2 separate regions of the Danio rerio genome follow, and region 2 is linked to region 1. A link is a contact called in public Hi-C data. All regions are on one chromosome and are shown on one strand. The core of a region is the stretch at or near the end of the contact, and the rest is flanking DNA. Distances in the headings are between cores, read along the strand shown.

Region 1 (5,257 bases), core at 1,474-3,973:
CTACACTCTCTCTCAATCTGTCCCTCTCTCTCAAAGAGGTCATTCCGAGGTTGTTCCCAAACCCCAGAGGTTGAAGGACTAAAGTAAATTCATCCATCTTGGTGACTGGAGGAAAGAGAGGAAGAAAGAGGGGCCAGGGAGACAAGAGACATTGTGTAAACACTGCTATATCCGACATGCCATGCTAAACGCAGGGAGTCTGGAAGCCATCAAGCTAAATAAAGGTCAAGTACAAACATTTAAATGGGCCACACTCCAGAGATAAAAGTATCGCCTACTGAGGGCCACAGGGCAACTGCTAGCAATGCTTTTTGACTTCTTCATCAGAGATGAACTGGGAAAAGTTTCTTGAATCACTCGTCGCGTCACCGGTAATCTTTGCCGTTTATAACATACACATTATCATGTAAATAAATACACGATATTCAAACATTAACAATTTTCAATCACTGGAAGTTTAGAAAAGATACTAGTTGTTATTTCTGCTTAATCTTAAAAGTCTGTATTTAAAATATCTGGTAGTGGACAGAAGGTAGTTCACAGACATAAATGAACGACAAACTGAAATTCATGCTGTGGTCGAAACACAGTGTGATGAATAATCACATAAGCTTTTGGTTACTGTTTCCTCTGTGATGACCATTTATTTTGTTTTTTCTCCCCTCATTTTCTTTCTTTTCAGCTATAAATTTTATATAATTTCCCAGATCTTTACATTTTTTTTGTTGAGGTATGCATATGGAAGTTAGAGTGTGCACAGTGCATTCACACAGAAGGTGGTGAGAGCGTCAAAGTTCGCTCTGGTCACCCTGGTGACAACGCTGTCTGCTTTCACAGCTCTCGGTACGAGAGCGTCAAAATTCACTACATTGATGTCGTATTTAAAGGAGCCATTGCAGCATATCAGCAAATCAGTTACATTTCCACATTAAACATGCTTTCTAGCTTGAAAATGTTGCGCACTTCTTACCAAATTTATTTAACAATGGAAGGTCAAGTTGCATGTGCTGTGGCTTTGCTCCACTTATCCAATATGTGTCCATATGCCTGAAATATTCTGAAGCACCAATACTGCTTTGTACTGTCACATGAGATTCCCGCTTTTTTAAAGAAAAAAATATAACATTAATGCACATCAGTAACTCGCCAGTAACACTTTTTTAATGTATGTCCCTGTAAGAAAACATTGTAAATAATTGGATTGGATTGGTTCCATTGGGAACAACTGTGGTCGGAATCAAAGTTCACAGTGACTGTGATCTCTGGACTTCTCTCAAGCGGTGGACTTTTACCCTCCGATTGCTTGCCGCCAAACCACGTCATAGCTAATTACCATAAAATTCATTCAATTTTAACTCTCCTCGACGCCCACAACGAAGAAGACGTGCTGCGCTGCTTATCGATACTAGCTCCCCGGCTCCTTTGACACTCTTGCCGCTTTTGGTGTGAACGCACAGTAAGAGATATGGCAGAATGATTTAACCTGGAATCAAAATCCTAATTAATTCAACATTTTAACTTGATTACAATTAATAAACAATTATTTTATTTATTTATTTAATGTTTTTATGTAGTTTATGTGCGCGGGTATGAGAAGGCTGCATCGGACCGTATGCATGTGCTTGGCATAAGTATAATATCAGAATAAAATAATTAATATAAATCATAACAGAAGTATAAATTAGCCTTAACAGAGCAGGGTGGCGTGACTCCACACATGAAGACCTGGAAAAATTTGATTGCTTATAGTTCTGTGCATATTTGTCAATTTCAGTTACTTTTTAATTAATCGCCCAGCTCTAGTAAGAGAGTCCTCTGGACAGTCGGTGATCCACTTAAAAAGGTTTCATAGAAACGTGTGTGATCATTGGATAAACAGAGCACAAATACCTCAACACATGGTCTTGACTGTGTTAAACTTAGAAAGGTTCATGCCCTTGCCCTCAAGCACAGAGTCAGTAGGTCAAATGTCAAGCTTCAGGTTTTAGCACCATTTCCTACTGATCTGGCATCAATTCGGCTATCTGAATCCTTTGAGGATTTGACCGTATATCAGATCATGCTTATCTTTTTGTATGTTTACTTCACCCCAGCACCTCTTGAACAAATTTGAGGCGAGTCTGTCCACATTTAAAGATTGTGGTTGTGTGTTTGATGGTTTTCATGCCTTGCTGTGCATTTGTAGATAAATGTAATCTGCTCAATCTCTTTCTCAATAATCCATCGAAATATTGATTAAAATGCAGTCCCATGTGAATGATCAATGCAGGATTAGATCAACAGCTTAAGCGGTCAAGCCCCATAACCCTATAAAATCAGGAAAACATTAGTATCATCTAAGGTCCAGCTGCTTTAAAAGATGTCTCAGGGGTGTCAGTCATCATCACTGGTTGTAACATATCTTCTTAGATTCTCTTTTGCTGATTGCTGGATTTATTGTGAAAACAAAGCCTCTCTTTATCTCCAAGTCTCCAGATAGCAGTTAGAGGCTTTTTTTTTGCTGAAGGCTCTGATTGGAAGTCGGATAGACACAACTGTGTGCCATTAAACTGAAAGAGGAGCTGTTGCAGCTGTATAAAGTCCAGGAGGTAAAGCAGCTTTCCAGCATGGCTGCTAGATGTTTTTCTATAGATGAGCTCCAGCCTGAAGTAAGGTCATGCTGGTCAGGAACTATGACCCATAAAAAGAGAGAGTGAGAGAAAAATGCCTTGTGGACGCCCATGGTGGTATCCAAGGATAGACACTTTGACTGACCACCTTCTGGGTGGGATAACTGCCTCTCTGCCACCCATGTGGTCCCTCAGGGAATTGAGAGCTCCTCACTCAAATAGTAAACACTGAAATGCTCAGTTGGAAAGGGGGGATAAAAAACAAGCGTAGAGTCACAGCTGGTGAACAGACTGAGTGCAGAATGTGAGCTCAAATCTAGGAAAAGCAGAGCATTAATTGCTCCCTCAAGAGTGTATGCTTCCTAACACTCAAGCTCTCCCTCCTTCTCCCAGCATTTCTTCTGCCGACACTCACTCATACCAATCCAGGGTAAAAATAAACACCTTTGCCCCTGCAGGCCAGGATTAGGAACATTCACTTCTGTCTGCCTCTGTTTCCATTACCTTTGCTTAATTCCATATTGAAATGTAATTCGGAAACCTATGAGCTCCCCGTTTGAACTATCAGGCTATCCATGACTATCTTTGAACAACGTTTATGTGCCAAGATAGAGAACTTCAACATTAAGGCCTGTTCACATCAAGTCTATTAAGATTATAAAGTTTTAATAATCATTCAAATCTGATGAGGATAAGTCACTTTAACTACTATTATTTATTTATTATTGTTGTTAAAAGTAATCCTTCTTTTGAACCAAGTCAATTTTATTCTGTGCGGTACTGTTGAATGGTCTGAGTATATGCCAAAACTACTTTGAATACCTTACATCAGGGGTGTCCAAACATGGTCCTGAAGGGCCGGTGTCCTGCATAGTTTAGCTCCAACTTCCTTCAACACACCTGCCTGCAAGTTTCTAGTATACCTAGAAAGAGCTTGGTTAGCTGGTTCAGATGTGTTTAATTGGAGTTGGAACTAAAATATGCAGGACACTGGCCCTCCAGGACTGAGTTTGGGCACCCCTGCCTTACATGATCATTACAAGTGCTTATTTTTAGAGCTGTAAATATAACAGCTTATTTTCCACATGAGGGCTGTCATGGCAGATTTTTCTTAGGCAGACTGTTAAATAATCCAACAAGCATATCCCAGAAATCCTGTAGAATTAAGCATAATTAGACTATAAGTTCAGAATTCCTGAAATGTTTCTAATTGTGTGTGCCTTTTTCATTCACCCAACAGAGACTAGGACCGTTTAACATGCAGGCCATCATAAAGATTATGCCTCACAGCCTTGTTTTCAATACATTGAATTTAGTGTGACCTTCAACCTGACTAAAGTCAGTTTTTTCCTGCCTACCTTGTTTTTATACATGTGATACTATAGGCTTACAAAATAGAGCAAATTCAGGCCGCCTGGAGGCTTAGTTGAGGCCAGCTTGTGGCTGCTCCAGAGTGTTCCTCACTGAACGGAAAATCCAGTGTGTGCTTTCATATAAACAAGCACTAATGAAGTGTGAAATGTTTCATTTTATCACCGTTGGTTCCATTTATGAGAGATTCCACACCCGGGCCCTGGTTTCATAAGCTCTATGAAGAGGTGTCCCATTCGCAGGATTGTCACCATCTGTTCCAGATTACATTACTCTAAAAAGAAGCTGTTTGAATTCAGTTTTAAATGACTGTCTTTATCCCATGCATCAAGTTTTATTCAAGCAGTGACATCCTAAACCAGATATTTCAGTTTGGGCCTCAGTGCTTGGGCTTATGGGACACTAGAAAAGCAAACAACTCAGCCTGCTGAGGGCTGCTGCTTAGATTAGATACAACAAAAACACACGCAAATGCACTGGATTCTGACACTGCCTAACAACATGTACTCTGGAGATTCATGCACATGGGAGATTCTGCTTCCCCTTAGCCTCAGACATGATATATGATTCTACCCTCAGCCAGTGGCAAGTATGTGTGTGTCAGTGTGTCCGTCTGTGCCGTGGCCCCCTCTGAGAGTGTAGCCCCTCACAGAGACGGCTTTGTTCTAATAGTAACTCAACCCAAGGTCTAGCAGGGTCTGAGGGGGTCCTGGGTTGCCCAATGACTCTCTCAACCACTGTTGGGCTGAAGAGTGTGTTGAGAGACTCCCGAGGCAGCCGGCTGTTTTGGCTGCCCTTACTACTTCAAATAAACGCATGGAGACGTGTAGAACACACACGCAGAATACTTCACCGGCCTTGTGTCACTCACTTCATCCCCCGATTTTCCTAGATCAACATGAGAATGGCCATTGATTTTAAAAGGAAGAATTTGTTTATGCATAGCAGGAAGGGGAGGGGGAAGATCCTAACAAGTAAATTAGGGAAAAGAAACAGACTTTGCTTTGGATTCTGGAGTTTTTGGCAACAGGTCGAGCCAAAGGATTGGTTTACGGCCATGCCCTAGGAAGGATGAGTTTCCAGGTGGCTCAGTCCTAACACCCCTTAGGCATACACTCACACACACAAACACACACACACTCAAACAGCATGTGTGTCTCTAATCCCAAACTTACTGAAACATGAGCCTTGGGTAATGAGAGAGCTTTACACACACATACAGGCTGTGTGAGCTGGTAAGTGCCAGTTTTGGTGGGTTGTTGGAGGGCTTATGTTTC
Region 2 (5,257 bases), core at 1,794-4,293, 150 kb before region 1:
ACCTTTAAGAGGTAGCTGGAGATGACAAATAGCACAAGCATGGACAGATTAATCTTAAGTACCTTTAAAGCATCCCACCTTTAGCTCCAAATTAACGTCCTCTTGCGTTTTAATGCACTTGATGAGGCCTTAAAAGGGAAAATAAGAGGACCTTTATCGCTGAACTCTTTTAACACCCCTCGCCCCCTCGCCCTTCTTACAGGTCCTTCATTCCTTCCTACATATCTTCCCCCATTTGTGTGTGGCCAAGGGCAGAGGACACCATTTGAAAGCAGTTGCAGATTTATTAGTGTCTGCCTCAGAGAAGTGCTGTAATTTTACTAGCTCGCCTCTCATTTGAGACCTGCACTTTTGTTGCTTTAGAAAACGTGTGTGTCCTTGACACAACACCACGATTGCCCATATGCAGCGGAATAGTTGCAGATTACAAGTACTCTAGATTAAATACTTTACTGCACTATTACTGCACTAGGACTGTGCTACTATTTAATTAAACAGTTAAATCTTGTGTTCTGTCTTTTTGTTTATCATTAATGTTTTTGTTTATTTGTTCTTTATCTCTTATTGCTGTTGGTGAGAGCTACCAAACTAATTTATTTGTACGATTCTACACTGACAATAAAGTTCTAATTCTGATCATGAGATTTTAAAATATACTTGTAATTACACACCAACATTTTTCATTTTATTATTTAACCCAAAGTTAAATTTGTTGGAATTTTATTCAAATTTTATGTTTATACAGCCAAGCTTTTTACTCTGTAGAATATGTTATTATTTAAAATACTTTACAACTATTTTGCGTATAATTTTTTTATAAGTAAAATGGCATCACCTTTGTTTTTAAAAAAAGTAATCAGTGGTGTAAAATAATAAATTACAAAAACACTAACTACTGTAATCAAGTAGTTTTTCTCAGAAATTGTGTTTTACTACGTAGTTTTACAAATGTGTACTTTTACTTTCCCTTGAGTAATTCTTTTGTGCTGTATTGGTACTTTTACTCCAATACTTTCCTTCAACCTGCAGTCACTACTTTAGTATTTCCTGTGTGTCGGGATTAGAAAAATCATTCCTGTGATTTCTGTCCAATCAAATCGCACATAGAGGGTACATCGCATCATAATGAACAACCTCAAGACGTAGGCGATTTATAATTGCAGAAAACTATTGGAAGCGTTGAAAGTGTACAAGAAGATATCCAAAATCTTTACACACATTGACCCAGAGACTGCTCAGATGAGTCTCACTGATGAGAAGATGACGGATGTTTACTGTATGATGACCGAAGTGGTCTTTAACACCCAGCAGGCACAAGACGACAACATGACGTCACATTGACGTTGTAGTTCAACGTCATGGGGAAGCTGCATTTTGTTTGGAAATTAAAATTGGATTGACATCAGAACCCAACATCAGGCTGATGTCAGTGTCCAATGGCCAATCTAAAATCAACCAAATATCAATGTCTAATGATGTTACAGCTTGAAGTTGTGGATATTACCAAAGACGTTATTAGGCGTTGGATTTTAGTTGCCATACCCGAAGAATAAATGTCAGTATTTGAGATCAATATGACGTTGGTTTAAGTGGTTGGCTCGACGTTGGATTTTGGTCAGTTTCTAACACAACCTAAAATCTACCATATATCAACATAATTTGACATTGTTATTGGACATCAAAATAACATTGTCCTTAGACACTGGCTAAACAATGAATTTTGGTCGCCTGACATAAAAAATTACAAATAGTTTGCATAACTACCTACAGTTATTTGTAATCGAAAAAAGACTACAGCTTTGGCCATATGTATATGTATATGAGTACATGGAGGCTTTCTTTTCTCCATCTTTTCCCCTTCTTCTCTTTCCGTCTACTGACGATGTTTGCCTTGAGGCGGTTGGAGGAGGAGGAGGAGGAGAGGCACATTAGTTTCTCCATCACTCAGCCAGAGCGCTGGCACATAAAACGTTTTTTTTTTTTTATCTTCTCGCCACACGGTGAAACGGGGCGGGTAATAAAGCTTCGCGAGCGAGTTGTCAGCGGTAAAAGATTATGTGTTTTGCCCTCCCTGCATCTGAGAAAAGGAGGGGAGCAAGCGGAGGGGTGTTTACAGGCTTGAGTGGGCGCTCGTGAGGCCGGGACAGAGGCTGATTGCTGTAGAGTGGCCTGTCAGCCCGTGATTTGTCATGTACTTCATCATCTCCGTCACTCCGCCGAGCGTTGTCATAGCTAACGTATCGCCCCGCATTTGTACCAGGCCGTGTAGGAAATTTGTATTTACTTTGGGGTTGGGGGCGCTGGGAGGGAGGAAGCGGCGGGGGGAGTGCTGTAATTTGTTCCTCGTGGATAATGTGACCCTGAGTGGAGCCGGATCATGGGTTAGTTGAAGTGATATTTTCCGGTAATGGTAGTCGTACATCACGGCTGTCAGACGGAGTTAGGAGGCATGCACGTAACAGCTCCATTTCAGCCACTGCAAGCATCTGGGATTATTTTCCATAACCAAGTATGACATGACCGCTCTGCCGAGTGCATTAAATTTTTACTGGCTTCTTTTCTTGCACTCTTTCCCTCCCTCTCTTTTTACTCCCCAGCCGGGTCATTGGCGAGCCGGCCAGGGGCTCTGCGGGCTGGCAGTGTGATTGATGCTTGGGACGCCCGGCCTCCCTCAACGAGACACGTCTCCATCAAAGCTGCCCGCTGCTGCTCCCCCCTGTTTCTTTTATTCCTAATGATGTGTTTATTTCTTTAATTTCTTTCTTATGGTCGACGGCTATTTTGATCCTTGTTATTTCCAAGCAAGGTCAGCATTGTAAATGCCAGAGCTGTGGGAGATGGATCACGTGTGTGTGTGTGTGTGTGTGTGTATGGAAGGCTAATGGCCGGGATCCTGGGGGCGGGTGGGCAGGCTAGCACTCATTATAGGGGCCTACCGCCAAAATTATGTGACAACCTTACAGCCCCTCAGACTTGCCAAGACAGCAGACGGATTTGGAGGGAGAGAGAGCGGGGCGATGCATGCTGCTTGATGGATGGGCAGGTCAGCAGGCTATGCAGTCACACGCCACCCCCTCACCCCGGCCGTCCCTCTCATTCCTGTCTGCCGCAGAGGTACATTATGGGAGAAAAAGTGCTGCCTACTTGTTGTGCTGGTAGAGCGCTGCTGTTTGATTGACGGCAATTACACTGAACCTCTTGATATTTGGGTATAGAATTATGTGGGGAAGACTAGCCAATGGAACATTGCTTTATAATTTATAAAGCATTTAATATCATTATATATTTATTTTAATCAAAATGGGATGTTTCCTCTTTGGCCCATTATTGTTTTCTATAAAAGCCCTTATTTTGCATTATAAAAGGTCATATTTTGGTTTTAGGGGTCTCCAATAACAGGCTGATGTGCATGCAAGGTTAAAGAACACTTTCATTGTCTTATAATGTACTTTTTTTTTTACTTAATTATCCCAATTACTCCCATATGATTCGTTAAGCAATTCGGTTTCCCAAACTGCTCCTTTGCATGAGGCTGTGTTTGATCTGATGTCCCAGTGTGTTGTGATTGGTCAACTGTGTTCAGTGCACTCTGAGAAATAAAAGTACAAGAGCTGTCACTGGGGTGTTAAATTTTTGAAAGGTACATATTTGTACTCAAAGGGTCCTTATTAATACTTCAAGGGTACACATTAGTACCTAATAAGTACAAAAGTGTACCTCTTGAAATTGTTTGGTACTGATATATACCTTTGAGCTACCAATATATACCCTCTAAGTCCAAATATGTACCTTTGGAAAAGGTTCCACTCCAGTGACAGATCTTGTACCTTTATTTCTGAGAGTGTGTGAGACAGAGAGAAATGCCCAGTATAGCTATGAAGTAGCTGAGAGTATGTGAGAGCACAATGCAGGAATGCAATAAAGCAATAAAACACCAGCATGTTACTCTACTCTAACCTCAAGTAAAAACAGTGACACGCATTCAGTATTAATCCACACAGTGGCAAAAGTTAAACTATTTTAAAAATTGACAGCGTCGCTTCTGTAGGAACAGCTGATGGTGGCCATAGCAAAGGTAGAACGGCAAAGAATCGCCAATTCAGAAATGCATTTAAATCAGTAAAGGAAAAAGCATGTGTCACATTTTCAACATGGTTTTGGACGCAATATGTAAATAGTCCCTTACAGATTTAAGCATAATAGATTAGTGATTGCAAGCCGCATGGAGCGATTACAAGTTACAACACACAGTTAAATACATATTTTGCAAACTACACAAAACGAAAAACAATTTTAATTACACTTACATGTTATGATCTGGTGGAAGAAAAAACTGTTTCATATGAACAGTTACTGACAAAGTTTCGGTCAAAGTCTGACAAAGTTCCATACATAATAGTCTCTGCTGCTTCTTTAAAGCAAACAGCTAGCAAATCCTGTGTTGCAGCTTATTGTATTAAAAATCAGACAAATGACAGAAACAAACACAGCACTAGGTTGGCTATACTGTGGTATTGTTATGAAAATGAACTTTAACTCTTTATTCCCCACAGCTGAATCTCCTATATGTCAGTGATCATCATCATCGTCACGTCATGATCAGCTGTGATCCCTGCGCTCAGCTAGTATCTGAAGAGAAAGGCATGTTTACGTTTTACCTGATCCGGTACTACATATTTGGGGATGTAGCGTTGCGAGGTTAATGCGTTCAGGCAAAAGATCCTGGCCTAACACGATTCAATTATTTGACTCTGAGTGTATTATTTTATTAAAGATTCAATAGTTCAAACATGGTGCACTTTCAGATTTAAACCTCAGCTGAATTTTTTCATTTACTTAGTGCTGTTACACACATAGAAGGTCATTTTCAAAACCCCTCAATAGGGGCTCTTTAAAACTATATTTATTTTATCATAATTACAATGAAAATGAATGTACTACATCACATCACAATAACCATTATTTCACCAAACATAATTCTTCATGGAATATTCAACCGTGTGTGTGTGTGCTTGTATTCCTACTGTTGTGGGGACCAAGTTTTGGGCCTCGTGGTGACATGTTTTGTTCCTGAAGATTGTTTCCTGTGACAGTAGGGGGTAGAATTTACAGTCCATACAGAATAAAAATCATGATCTATATAGGAAGTCCCCATAAAGATAGCTTTACAAGTGCGCATGTGTGTGTGTGTTTTATAGGGGAAATGGTGACTTGCAGCTACACTTTGTGCTGAGCATAAGCAGAGAAGCATCAGTAT

What was found. Hi-C and Micro-C count contacts between places; a contact is called where the count stands out from the background.
Region 2: a Hi-C map of embryo shows a contact between it and region 1, with 1.9 times the contacts expected there. The contact joins two enhancer-like sites. A contact is called at or near these places in 1 of 18 Hi-C or Micro-C datasets (embryo) and 1 of 4 datasets of contacts at active chromatin or transcription factors (caudal fin).

What each region holds. Positions count from the first base shown.
Region 1 is chr10:32,123,692-32,128,948 of GRCz12tu, reverse strand. All of the region lies in intron 9 of auts2a (activator of transcription and developmental regulator AUTS2 a), which reads left to right. Among named protein-coding and RNA genes, the nearest start is that of cxadr, 120 kb to the right of the region's middle. Within about 2 kb of position 2,723, at least 7 of the 62 cell types and tissues checked have an H3K27ac peak or open chromatin away from gene starts, as enhancers often do.
Region 2 is chr10:32,270,962-32,276,218 of GRCz12tu, reverse strand. All of the region lies in intron 8 of auts2a (activator of transcription and developmental regulator AUTS2 a), which reads left to right. Among named protein-coding and RNA genes, the nearest start is that of cxadr, 260 kb to the right of the region's middle. Within about 2 kb of position 3,043, at least 18 of the 62 cell types and tissues checked have an H3K27ac peak or open chromatin away from gene starts, as enhancers often do.